Regions from separate parts of the Mus musculus genome. Here region 1 is linked to region 2. The links are chromatin contacts, called in public promoter capture Hi-C maps. All regions are on one chromosome and are shown on one strand. The core of a region is the stretch at or near the end of the contact, and the rest is flanking DNA. Distances in the headings are between cores, read along the strand shown.

The links. Capture Hi-C pulls out chosen DNA fragments and counts their contacts.
Region 1: a promoter capture Hi-C map of liver shows a contact between it and region 2. The contact joins the promoter of Hsd17b13 here to the promoter of Slc10a6 in region 2. A contact is called at or near these places in 2 of 9 other capture datasets (adipose tissue and liver).

Annotation. Positions count from the first base shown.
Region 1 is chr5:103,974,789-103,979,987 of GRCm38.p6, forward strand. It overlaps Hsd17b13 (hydroxysteroid (17-beta) dehydrogenase 13), which reads right to left and starts at 2,600. Exons shown (of 7, transcript NM_001163486.1): 1 at 2,318-2,600. The coding sequence starts at 2,527.
Region 2 is chr5:103,626,264-103,631,760 of GRCm38.p6, forward strand. It overlaps Slc10a6 (solute carrier family 10 (sodium/bile acid cotransporter family), member 6), which reads right to left and starts at 3,140. Exons shown (of 6, transcript NM_029415.2): 1 at 2,593-3,140. The coding sequence starts at 2,969.

The DNA.
Region 1 (5,199 bases), core at 1,350-3,849, 350 kb after region 2:
CTTCCCTTTGTGAGTCTGGCTCCCTTTTCACCTAAAGTTGTGACTGCCAGTTTTTTCCACTGTCCAGCAAACAGAATGATGTCATTCTTCCAAAAGACTGAACGATGTCCTGTGTGTGAAACCACATTTTCCAACCCATGTCTCTGGGTGGGCACCTTGGCTGGGTCCACAGTTTTGCTATTGTGTCATTGCGTTCTTCTTAAATTTGCTTTTCATTCCTTGCATACACATGTATGCTCTTATTATTTTATCCCCTGTTACCTTCCTGCAGCCCCTCCCTCCCCACTGCTGAATTCCCTTCCTAACAGTTGTGTTTCACATCTCTGTGCCACTGTTTTTAAAGCTGGGGGTGGAGGAGGCTTCTCTGTGGCCTTGCTTCTTGCCTTTTAAGGAAAAGGAGCCATATTTCTTTGATGGAAAGCTAGCTGGCCTCTCAGTGAACAGGGAAACTGGAGTTACACTTGCAGCTTTTCAGTCAATCATTTGATGTCTTAAATGTTTCATCATGAAGTTCAAGAATTCAAAGAGAAATTTACAAGGTTGAGTTACTCAGTTTTCAGGCACAGGAAAAAAAAAGTGGAAGTCATCTTTAATGTGACCTCTTTCTAGTTTTACTCTTTCTGTGTCTGAAAATTTTCAAATTAAAGGTAGTCTACTAAGTATTGATGTCTTCCCACCATGCACACTTGGGAGGTGATCTGAAGACCCGTGGACCATCTTCATGATGTATTCTCATTCTCGTTTATATTTTTTACGAGGGACTGAGAACAGCTGACTCAGTTTTCTCAGCTCCAAGAAGACTGCCTGGGACCTGTGCAGGATTTGATAATCTCAGAATCATCTCCAAGTACCGTGTTAGCTCATCTTGCCCACCAACGCCTGTATCTGCTAAGCAAAGATGCATGGTGCCTCTCGGGATTCTTCACTGCTCAAAAGGAACCAAAGCAGATTTAGCTCCTTATGTTCAAGAGCGTTCTGAAGGCTGGGAAAAGTGGTGTTAACTGCAGATGGCAAAAACGTAACAGAGGGTTACCTGAAGCCGAGCAAAACCCCAAGGAAAGCTTTGGAAACTCTGCTTCTCAACAAACAAACAAACAAACAAACAAACAAACACCAAAACCCCAGTCTCTCTAGTCTGAGCCACTGTATCCGGTACATGACAGCAGCGGTTTGTGGTTTCCTTGTAGTGCTGAGGCTCACACCCAGCCACAACTGGATCTAATATCTAGTTTGTATATTCTAGATAATTGTTGTACCGCTGGGCTACATCCCCAGTCCAGTTCTTCAAAGATTACAATCCCAGAGACAGTTTGTTGTGGCACATCTTTTTCACGACCTTTTGGGAATGTGCATGTTTAGGAGAAAGTGACACAGGACGTCAACACTTTCAGACTTAAGGTAGTTAAGAGCATTTATAAATAAACAGAGATCAACAACCTCTTAAATGTACTAGTGAAAGCCAGGCACTGGTGTAGACATTTCCATATGTGATGCTGCGTGCACCAGGCCATGCTAAGCACTTAAGTATTATTCTTTACCCTTCTTGCTCAGGACCCGGCAAGTATTTTTTCTTCTTCTGCAAAAGGTCAGATGTAAGTATTTTAGGATTGCTGGAGTGTGAGTGGAAGTACCATGGGTTTCTGCTGTTAGTTCTTCATGTGGTTTTGTTTGTTTGTTTTGAGAATCAATCCCTCAAATGTGTAAAAACCTGAGCGGTTGCTCGGTGATAGAGTGCTTGCCTGGCACGTGCTAAGGTACTGTGGCTCAGTGGTAGGTACTAAGACCCAGCTTCAGTCTATCACAGAAAGGAACAAATGAATAACAGAATAAATGAAAATCTAAAAGTATAAAAGTCACCCCTAGCTGTAATAAACTGCATATTGGCCAATTTGGTTGCTGGCAATCATTACCTGTAGATTTTGTCTCCCTCTGAGATTTTATCCCAATGGTAGAGTTTTTTGTTTGTTTTTTGTTTTTTAAATTTGAAGTTGAGGTAAGTTATGTGGCTTGCCTAATTTCAGCAGCTGGGAAGCTCTCTGGCTCCTGCGTCTCTTGTTATCAAGTTGTACACCACAGTAGAACCAACCAACCAACCAACCAACCAGTCAAACAAAATGAAACCCCCCAGGCTTAGTTCTCCAGCTCGTTGGTTCCATCTTGTTCACCTGTCGCAGGGATCCAGAAAGGACCCAGGAGTTTATTAAAACTTTGAAAAAGGAAAACACAGAGAAAAGCCAGCACTAAGTTACGTCTCTAGAGAAACATATGCCTTGTTATTTTGTGACTTTAAAAGATTGTTAGAAACACCTATTATTACCTTATTGATATCCCATAGAACCAGTCTGCTTTTCTGCTTTGCAAATTCATATGCAGTCAGCCTGCCTATTCCGTGTCCGGCCCCCGTGATGAGAACGGTCTGCCCGGTCACAGATTTCCTTCTCCGGGGAATGAAGAACTTTACCAGTGACTCCAGGTAGGAGTAGATGATGACGCCCACCAGAAGGAGAAATTCCAGGATGAGGTTCATGGCTCTGTTCTCACAACAGACACCTCTGCTCAGAGCTCCACAGAGAGCCCTGTCAGGTATTATGGGCTGCTGCAGAAGAGGCAGACTTTGACTGTGTCCCCTGACGAATCAGATACACCTTTGGTTTTTGAAATGATGCCAGTCTCTAACACAAGCGCAGCATAGGTCAGGGAACCCAGTGGGATGTGCCCTTTGGACCTGGTTATCTGAAAAGCAGTTATGCACCATGTTTCGACATGAAACTTCACCTCTCAAAGCTATTCTGGAAGTATTGCATCAGCTAATGGTCTGTTATCATTTGAATGTGTGTGTGTGTGTGTGTGTGCATGCACGAACACAAGCAAGCACATGTGTGCATTCATGTTAAATCAGGGTTGGGGGAATTAGAAATAGAAACATTATATTAAAGAAACTTTAAGGGATTAGTGACATGGCTTAGCAGTCAAAGTGCTTGCCATGCAAGCCTTTTACCTGAATATGATCCCCAAATCCATAGTGGAAGGAGATAGCCAACTCTACACACACATACACACAGAGAGGGAGACACACACACATAGACACACACTCATGTACACACACAGACACAGACACACTTACATACAGATGCACACATACAAACATACATGCATAGATACATACACACACATACACACACGCATAGACACATATACATGACACATATACATGTACACACACAGACACACACATGCACACACATACACAAATGCACACACTCACATACACACAGACACACATGCACACACACACACATGCATATAAAGTAAAAATGAGGAAGCTAAAATATGGGTCAACAAAGCTTAGCTGTTGAACGCATGCATTCACAGTTATGATCTTCCTCTGAAACCCCTGAGGTGGAGGAGAATGTAGGTTATAGGAAACAGCCAGTTCTCGCCATAACACTGGGAAAATCACCAGACCAGATATCATACACGTCAACTTAAAAGTGCTGCCACTGTCTCAGCCTGGGCGGTGGTGACAAATACTGTGGGCTAGGTGGCTTATTACACAGTCCTAGTGTCTGTGTAACCTAAGCTGTATGTGTGTCAAGTGGGAACTGGCATCTTGGTTTGCAGACAGCTGTCATTTCATGGCCACTGCACCCCAAAGAATGAGGAGGAACTTCTCTGTGGTCAACTTTATAAAAACCATAGACAGCCATCGTGACGTAATCACCTCCCAAAGTTCCAACATTCTATATTAATAGGAGCTAGATTCCAGCATAAGAAATTAAGGGGACACATTCTGGATAGAGTAACTTCTAATAGTGGAAAAGGAGAGATCACCCTTGTCCATCAATGGATGGGTAAAATATCAGACATACATACGATGGGATAGTATTCTTCCTTTAAAGAAAGAAATTCAGATACATGCTACAACATGGTGATCCTCAGTTATAATATGCAAAAGGAAATAAGCCAGACACAAAACCTCCCACGTTCTGAATCTGTTTGTATGAGGCACCTAAGACAGTGAGAGGCCAAACCTACTCCATCTTAGGACCAACCTCCATCTTAAAGGAAAAACCAAAAGCCTGACAACTTGACCTGCAGCAGAACCCAAGCTGGACCCATGTACCAGGATGGACTCCACGGCTTGTTCTTGGCCAGAGTTACTCCTAGATACTTCCTAGCAACAGTTAATCAAATATCAGTCAGATTGTTTCAGATGTACTTTCAGACCATTTGTGACTGTATACAGTTTTGCTTCAGAGCACCCACCTGTCGGTCTACAATAGACATTCAGTTAGTTGCTTGCCAGGATAGACACCCTCTCACTTACTTCCATTTCCTATAAAACCTTGTCCTGCTGAGGGTTTGAGGAGGGCCCAAGCCAGAGATTTTAATAAGGAGACCCTAATGCTATTACATTTGAAATGGCTCCTTGGTGGTCTTTTGGCCTTGATGAACGCTTCCTGGCACTACAGTAGTCAGATGAACCACACATGTTCTGACTTCATTTATATGAGTTACGGAAGGTATTCAGATATATAGAGATAGCCACTACCCCGACAACCAAACCAAAGCTGTATGAAGCTGGGTGTGTGGCACTTGCCTGTAATTCCAGCATTGAGGGTGTGGAGACCAGAGTATTGAAGGTTCCAGACAAGCCTGTTTACATAATGAGAGTCTGTATCTTGACCCACAAAGCTCCCCAGCAAAGTCAGTTATGAACAAAGCAAAGAAGAACTAACTGAAAAAGCATACACACACACATGCGCACACACACATGCGCGCACACACATGTGCACACACACACACACACACACACACACACACACATGCATGCAGACAAAAGAAAATTTGTAAGTAGTACAAGGTTATAGAGATCAAATAGTAATGGTCTGAATTTACCAAGCACATGGTGAGCTGATTTAAGGACTTTTCACACTTACATTTATTTACTCCTCACAAGATGAGTTTGGTGAGATACTATTAAAAGCTGTGGGGTCCGGAGAGATGGCTCAGGGGTCAAGAGGGTATATGGTTCTTGCTGAGGGACTGAGTTCAGTTGCCAGCACCCGTGTCTGGCAGCTCACAGTTGCCTCTGACTCCAGTGCCAGGGTGATCCAAGGTCTCTGGCCTCTTTAGGCATCTGTACCCACTCATATGTGAACACAAGTTCACATAATTAAAAATCATAAAAAAATCTTT
Region 2 (5,497 bases), core at 1,890-4,389:
ATGGTCTACAAAGTGAGTTCTAGGACAGCCAGGGCTACACAGGGAAACCCTGTCAAGAGAAAGGGAGAGAGAGGGAGAGAGGGAGAGAGAGAGAGAGAGAGAGAGAGAGAGAGAGAGAGATTGTTATCATCTCAATGCCAGTCTAGGCTATTGAATTTGAGACCTACCTGGGCAACACTGAAAGACCCTATCTCAAAATACACCAACAAATTGTGTTTAGGAAACTCAAAATCAAAATTTAGGAAAAAAAAAAAAAAAGCACAGGATATAGGCACGAAATGGTGGAGTACTTGCCAAAGAAAACACCTAACGTTTACTGAATGCCTACTGTGTACTGGCTCTGTGTCATATGTGCGTGTGTTACTTTAATCACATCTAAATGGTAGGGCTGGAGAGATGGCTCAGTGGTAAGAGCACTGACTGTTCTTCCAGAGGACCTAGGTTCCATCCCTAAAACCCATATGGTGGCAAACAGCCATCTATAACTCCAGTTCCAGAGAATTCAATACCCTTTTCTGGCTTCATTTGGAACCTGATATGCATGTGGTGCACAAACATACATGCAAGAAAAACATCCACATACATTAAAATAAGTGAATACTTTTTTTTTTAAGTTTAAAACTGATTAAGCCAGACAGGATGGCACACACCTTTAATCCTGGCACTCTAGAGGCAGAAGTATCTCTGAGTTCGAGCAAAGTGAGCTTGGGAACAGCCAGGACTACACAGAGAAACCCTGCCTCAAAAACAAAAACAAACAAACAAAACCCCAAAATCCCAAAACAAGCACAACAAAGCCTACTGAGGACAGAGTTGGTGCCAGACATGGTAGTACACACCTGTAATCCCAGCACTAGGGAATTGGAGACAACAAGAGCAGGAGTTCAAAGCCGGGCTGGGCTATATGAGACCTTGTCTCAATAAAACAAAAGCAAAATAAACAGTTGGTAACAAGAAACAAAAGGTTTCTTCCACACACTTTCTGTTCATTAGTGTGTTTGTGACAACGAAGATGAAGCAGGGGTACTGGTGATAAATATTCTCTTACGCAGAAGTGTTTCAAAACACTGCTAAAGACTTCAGATCTTACTCCAGATGATGCAGTTGTGCTGCCAAACGTCATGGGGAAAACTAAGTTACAAACAGATATAAAACCGATGCAAATTCCAGCGTGAGCTCTGCTCTATTCTTTGCAGCTATTGCTGAGCTACTAAACTGACTTGAATCTTTTTTTTTTCTTTCAGAATAATAAAAGGTCACTTACAAGGTGACTATGAGAATCCGGGAGAAGGTGAAGCCCACACCTCCCCAGGACCTCTGAATACCAGTTTCCTTTCTTTCCAGAAGTCCTCAGGGCCTGGACTTCATCACTGTCAGGTGAGTGTTGATGGACAACTTCATTGAACTTCAAGTAAGGGGCATTAGGAGTGGAGATACAAGGTAATCAAGAATTTCCTTTTGAGTCTCTTGTAAGTGAGTGACTAAGAGTCATTACCATACAAGACAGGTTAATTACCTGTCTATGTGGTATGCACCTATTAAAATGTATAAGTGAAATCTGTTCCATATACGAAATATTCAGTATGTGCAAGAGAACTAGAAACCAAAACTGAAGCTGACTCACTGATGTCAACTCCCATTTCAGTCACAACTGCTGACTCCATTCATTCATTCATTCATTCATTCATTCATCCTGGGGTAAATCTCCAATGGTGTGTACATGCAAAGATTTAAATTTATATGGTGCATTTTCTCCAGGCAGGATTTAAGCGCACTTACAAGCAAAGAATCTAGAAAGACCATTGTTTTTAACTCTCCATCCCCCTCCCCCAATACTGACTCATCTAGTCTTTCTTCAAAGGCTCTTCTCTTTCCCTCTTTCCCATCAAAATATTTGACTTCAAAATTGTGATTCATTCACCCTTGTTAACATTTGAGTAAATGGTAAAGTTCAATTTCTCCTGGACTATTGATCTACCCCATAGCAGGAATCAGCTCTGGCTTAAACCTAGGAAGCAAAGGCAACAAGGTGTTTTTCATCCTGGGGTTCCAAGTGCTCCCTAAATCACACCAGTCACATCTATCAGGTACTCCAGAGTCCTTGTGCATGGACCTAAAACGTTACCTCGAAACAAGGATATTTTGGAAACACTGCTGAGAGCGAAGTAGATAAAGAGAGACCAAAAAAAGAAAACGAAAAAGAGCCAGGTGGGTTTCATTTGGTTGATATCTCTTGCTGCCACCACCACCATTAGCATCAGCTGTGTGGGATAATTGGTGACGTCCTGGGAAATTATTGTTAGAGATGCCAAAAGGCATGGGACGAGTCTATGCTTAGGAGAGGTCCTTACTGCATACGAACCAAGTGCTTGCTCAGGATAGAAAAGGCTGCCATGAAAGCAGAAGCTAGCTAATCACAGCAGAGCGAGCTCGGGCTCAGAGAGTCTGTCCAAGGCTCAGTGATGTTTGAAGTACTTCCCACTCAGAGCTACCCAGAGATTGCTTAAATCTTTTCTTTAAGCACAACTGTGTGCCCCAGACTCCCAGACAGAGATGGGGCAACCCTGCAGAGCTTCCCTTCTGTCGACTTACCTGAGATCCATATCTCCATCAACCCAGAAGGTGAGAACATTAGAGATGGTGCCCCCAGGGCAGCTCCCCATCATGAGGACAGCAATAGCTTGGAATGGTTTCAGACCGAAGCCAATGGCTAACAGATAAGCTGTCAGAGGCATAAGTCCAAACTGGGAAAGCAGGCCCACTGCGATGCCCCAGGGTCTTCTGAGGTGCAACCAGAGCTTCTGACTCTCCACAGAACATCCAAAAGAGAACATGACCAAACCCACCATCACAGCCGAGAGCACTGTAAAAAGCAGCTTTAGATTCGCATGGCCCTCCATTCCCACGGGCGGGTCTTCCTCCGTACTGTTGACAGGGCAGGTGGAGTTGCCCGCACAGTCTGTGCTCATCTCCTCTCATGAATTAGAACACAGGAACACAAAGGAACATGAGTAGCAAGCACTGGGCAGGTCTTCCCAGACACAGTTCCTAATAACGCAACAAAGTAACACGTGGAGAGTCCTTCCAGTTGCTATTGGCTAACCACATGCTAATCTGATCAAGTTATTCCCAAGGGACTTGGTAAAAGTAATGTGCTTGGGCAGGAAACACAGCAAATGATGGGAAGCTGGGCTTTCCACTCTAATTTCGCTAGCCACTGAGCGTTCAATGCTGGGAATGAGACAGATGAGCATATTGTCAGCTGGAATGCCTGGCCCATGTCGACAGTGGCACATCGTGTTCTAGGGAAGTAGGCCAGATGCCAAGACATCACTTCTCCAAATGCAGCAGGGATTTCAAACAGCAGGGCTGTGATGTTATGCTGACTGAACGACTAAGTCAGGAAAAAACAAGGAGAGCTGTGCCAAAGCCGCGCCTCCCTGGCCGGCCTGACAGCCGGCATTCACAAAACACTTCAGATAGTAAAGAGAAGCAGGCCAGCCTGGAAAACATCAGAGGCTGAGGATCAGTTCAGGAGACTTTAAATTGGCCCTTTCTTTTTCTTCTGTCATTTCTCTGAGGATTTGTGTCTAAAGCCAATAATTAGACACCTGTGAGAATAGAATAAAATGGAATTAAACACTTGGTTGTGTCTCATAAAACGTGTGGAAACTCGTTTCCCTCCCAACACAATTCAAGGGAGCTGTCTTCTTCTTTTGGAGACTTAAGTCAACTTTGAGACACGCACCCTTGGGCCACCTAGTGAAGTCTGGGAGTCTTGCAAATGTTCCCTTGGAGAGTGTAGTCTGAGGACCACTTCTGATGCTGTGCACCATGGCCCATTCTAAGCTGAGGGAAAAGCAGACCACAACAGTATGGTTCTGGGAGATCAAAGTTCAAAACTATCAGCTGCCACCCTCTTCCCGCTGACAGCAGAGGTGTTTTTGTTTGTCTCTTTGTTTGTTTGCAGTGTGCTGAGTGAGAACAAGGCTCATTTTGTCAACCCCTCCCCTTCCTTAAGAGAGATACTTGCTGGGCTTCTTCTTGGTTTGGCAAACCGGTTCCATGACAAAATGACCATGGCGGCATGCTGACTCCACTTGTTCACAGGTTGAGTGCAGGTGAAATGTAAAGACAAGCTACAGAAGACACATCCCAACAGCAGCTCAGTCAGGCTCTGTCTCAGCCCACGACACACACAAGAGAAAAAAAAATTCTACCAGTGAGGAGGCAGACACAGGAAAATCCCTGGAGCTCAGTGGCCAGCTGCTCTTGCCAAATCGGTGCGCTCCAGGATTGGTGAGAGACCTTGTCTCAAAAAATAAGGACAGTGTATTAGTCAGGGTTCTCTAGAGTCACAGAACTTATGGATAGTCTCTAGATAATAAAGGAATTTATTGATGACTTACAGTCGGCAGCTCAATTCCCAACAATCGTTCAGTCACAGCTGTGAATGGAAGTCCAAGGATCTAGCAGTTACTCAGTCTCACGCAGCAAGCAGGCGAAGGAGCAGGAGCAAGAGCTAGACTCCCCTCTTCCAATGTCCTTATATTGTCTCCAGCAAAAGGTGTAGCCCAGATTAAAGGTGTGTTCCACCACACCTTTAATCCCAGATGAAAGGCATAGCCCAGATTAAAGGTGTGTTCCTTAACTCGGAGATTCAATCTTCTGGAATCCATAGCCACTATGGCTCAAGATCTTCAAACCAAGATCCAGATAAGGATCTCCAAGCCTCCAGATAAGGGTCACTGGTGAGCCTTCCAATTCCGGATTGTAGTTCATTCCAAATATTGTCAAGTTGACAACCAGGAATAGCCACTACAATCCACCCCTTGTCAACTTGACACAAATAATATCTCATGTTCACATGAAACAATAACAAGGTTGTAAATACGCCTAACTTGATATAACTATCCCTCGTACAATCGCAAACGCATTAGTAAATTTACAATGGGCATTCATATTACTTTATAATCCTCGTTTCTGCAACTGGTTACGTGGCCTTAATTGGTATTTATAACTACCTTCCTCTACTACCCATTCTGTATTTCCTTCACCTTCAGCCAGCACCTCAGCAGGTCTTGGCTCTTTTCCTGGAGGATTGACCCATACCTTCATTCCTGATGGGTCTGCGTCCTTTGTCATCCTGCTTGGATTAGGCTGTTGTAGTTTCCCATTGACTTTAATCACAGGACATGGTAGTACTAAGAGACGCCCTAAGGGATCTCCTGCACTCCAGACATAATCTTGCTTACCACCATTGTGAAGAGGTAATCCAATTTCCCCATGGTAATCTGGATCTATCACCCCTCCTAACACTGTTATTCCTTTTTTAGCCTGTTGGTTTAAGGGCATTAGAAGCCCAAAATGACCAGGGGGAAGTCTGAGCTTCCAGTTCAATGAAATGTTTGTTGTAGCTCCTGGTAGGAGCACTCCCCTCTCTGGAGCCAAAACTTCTAAGCCAGCAGAACCTAGAGTTATGGGGACAGGAAGCAAA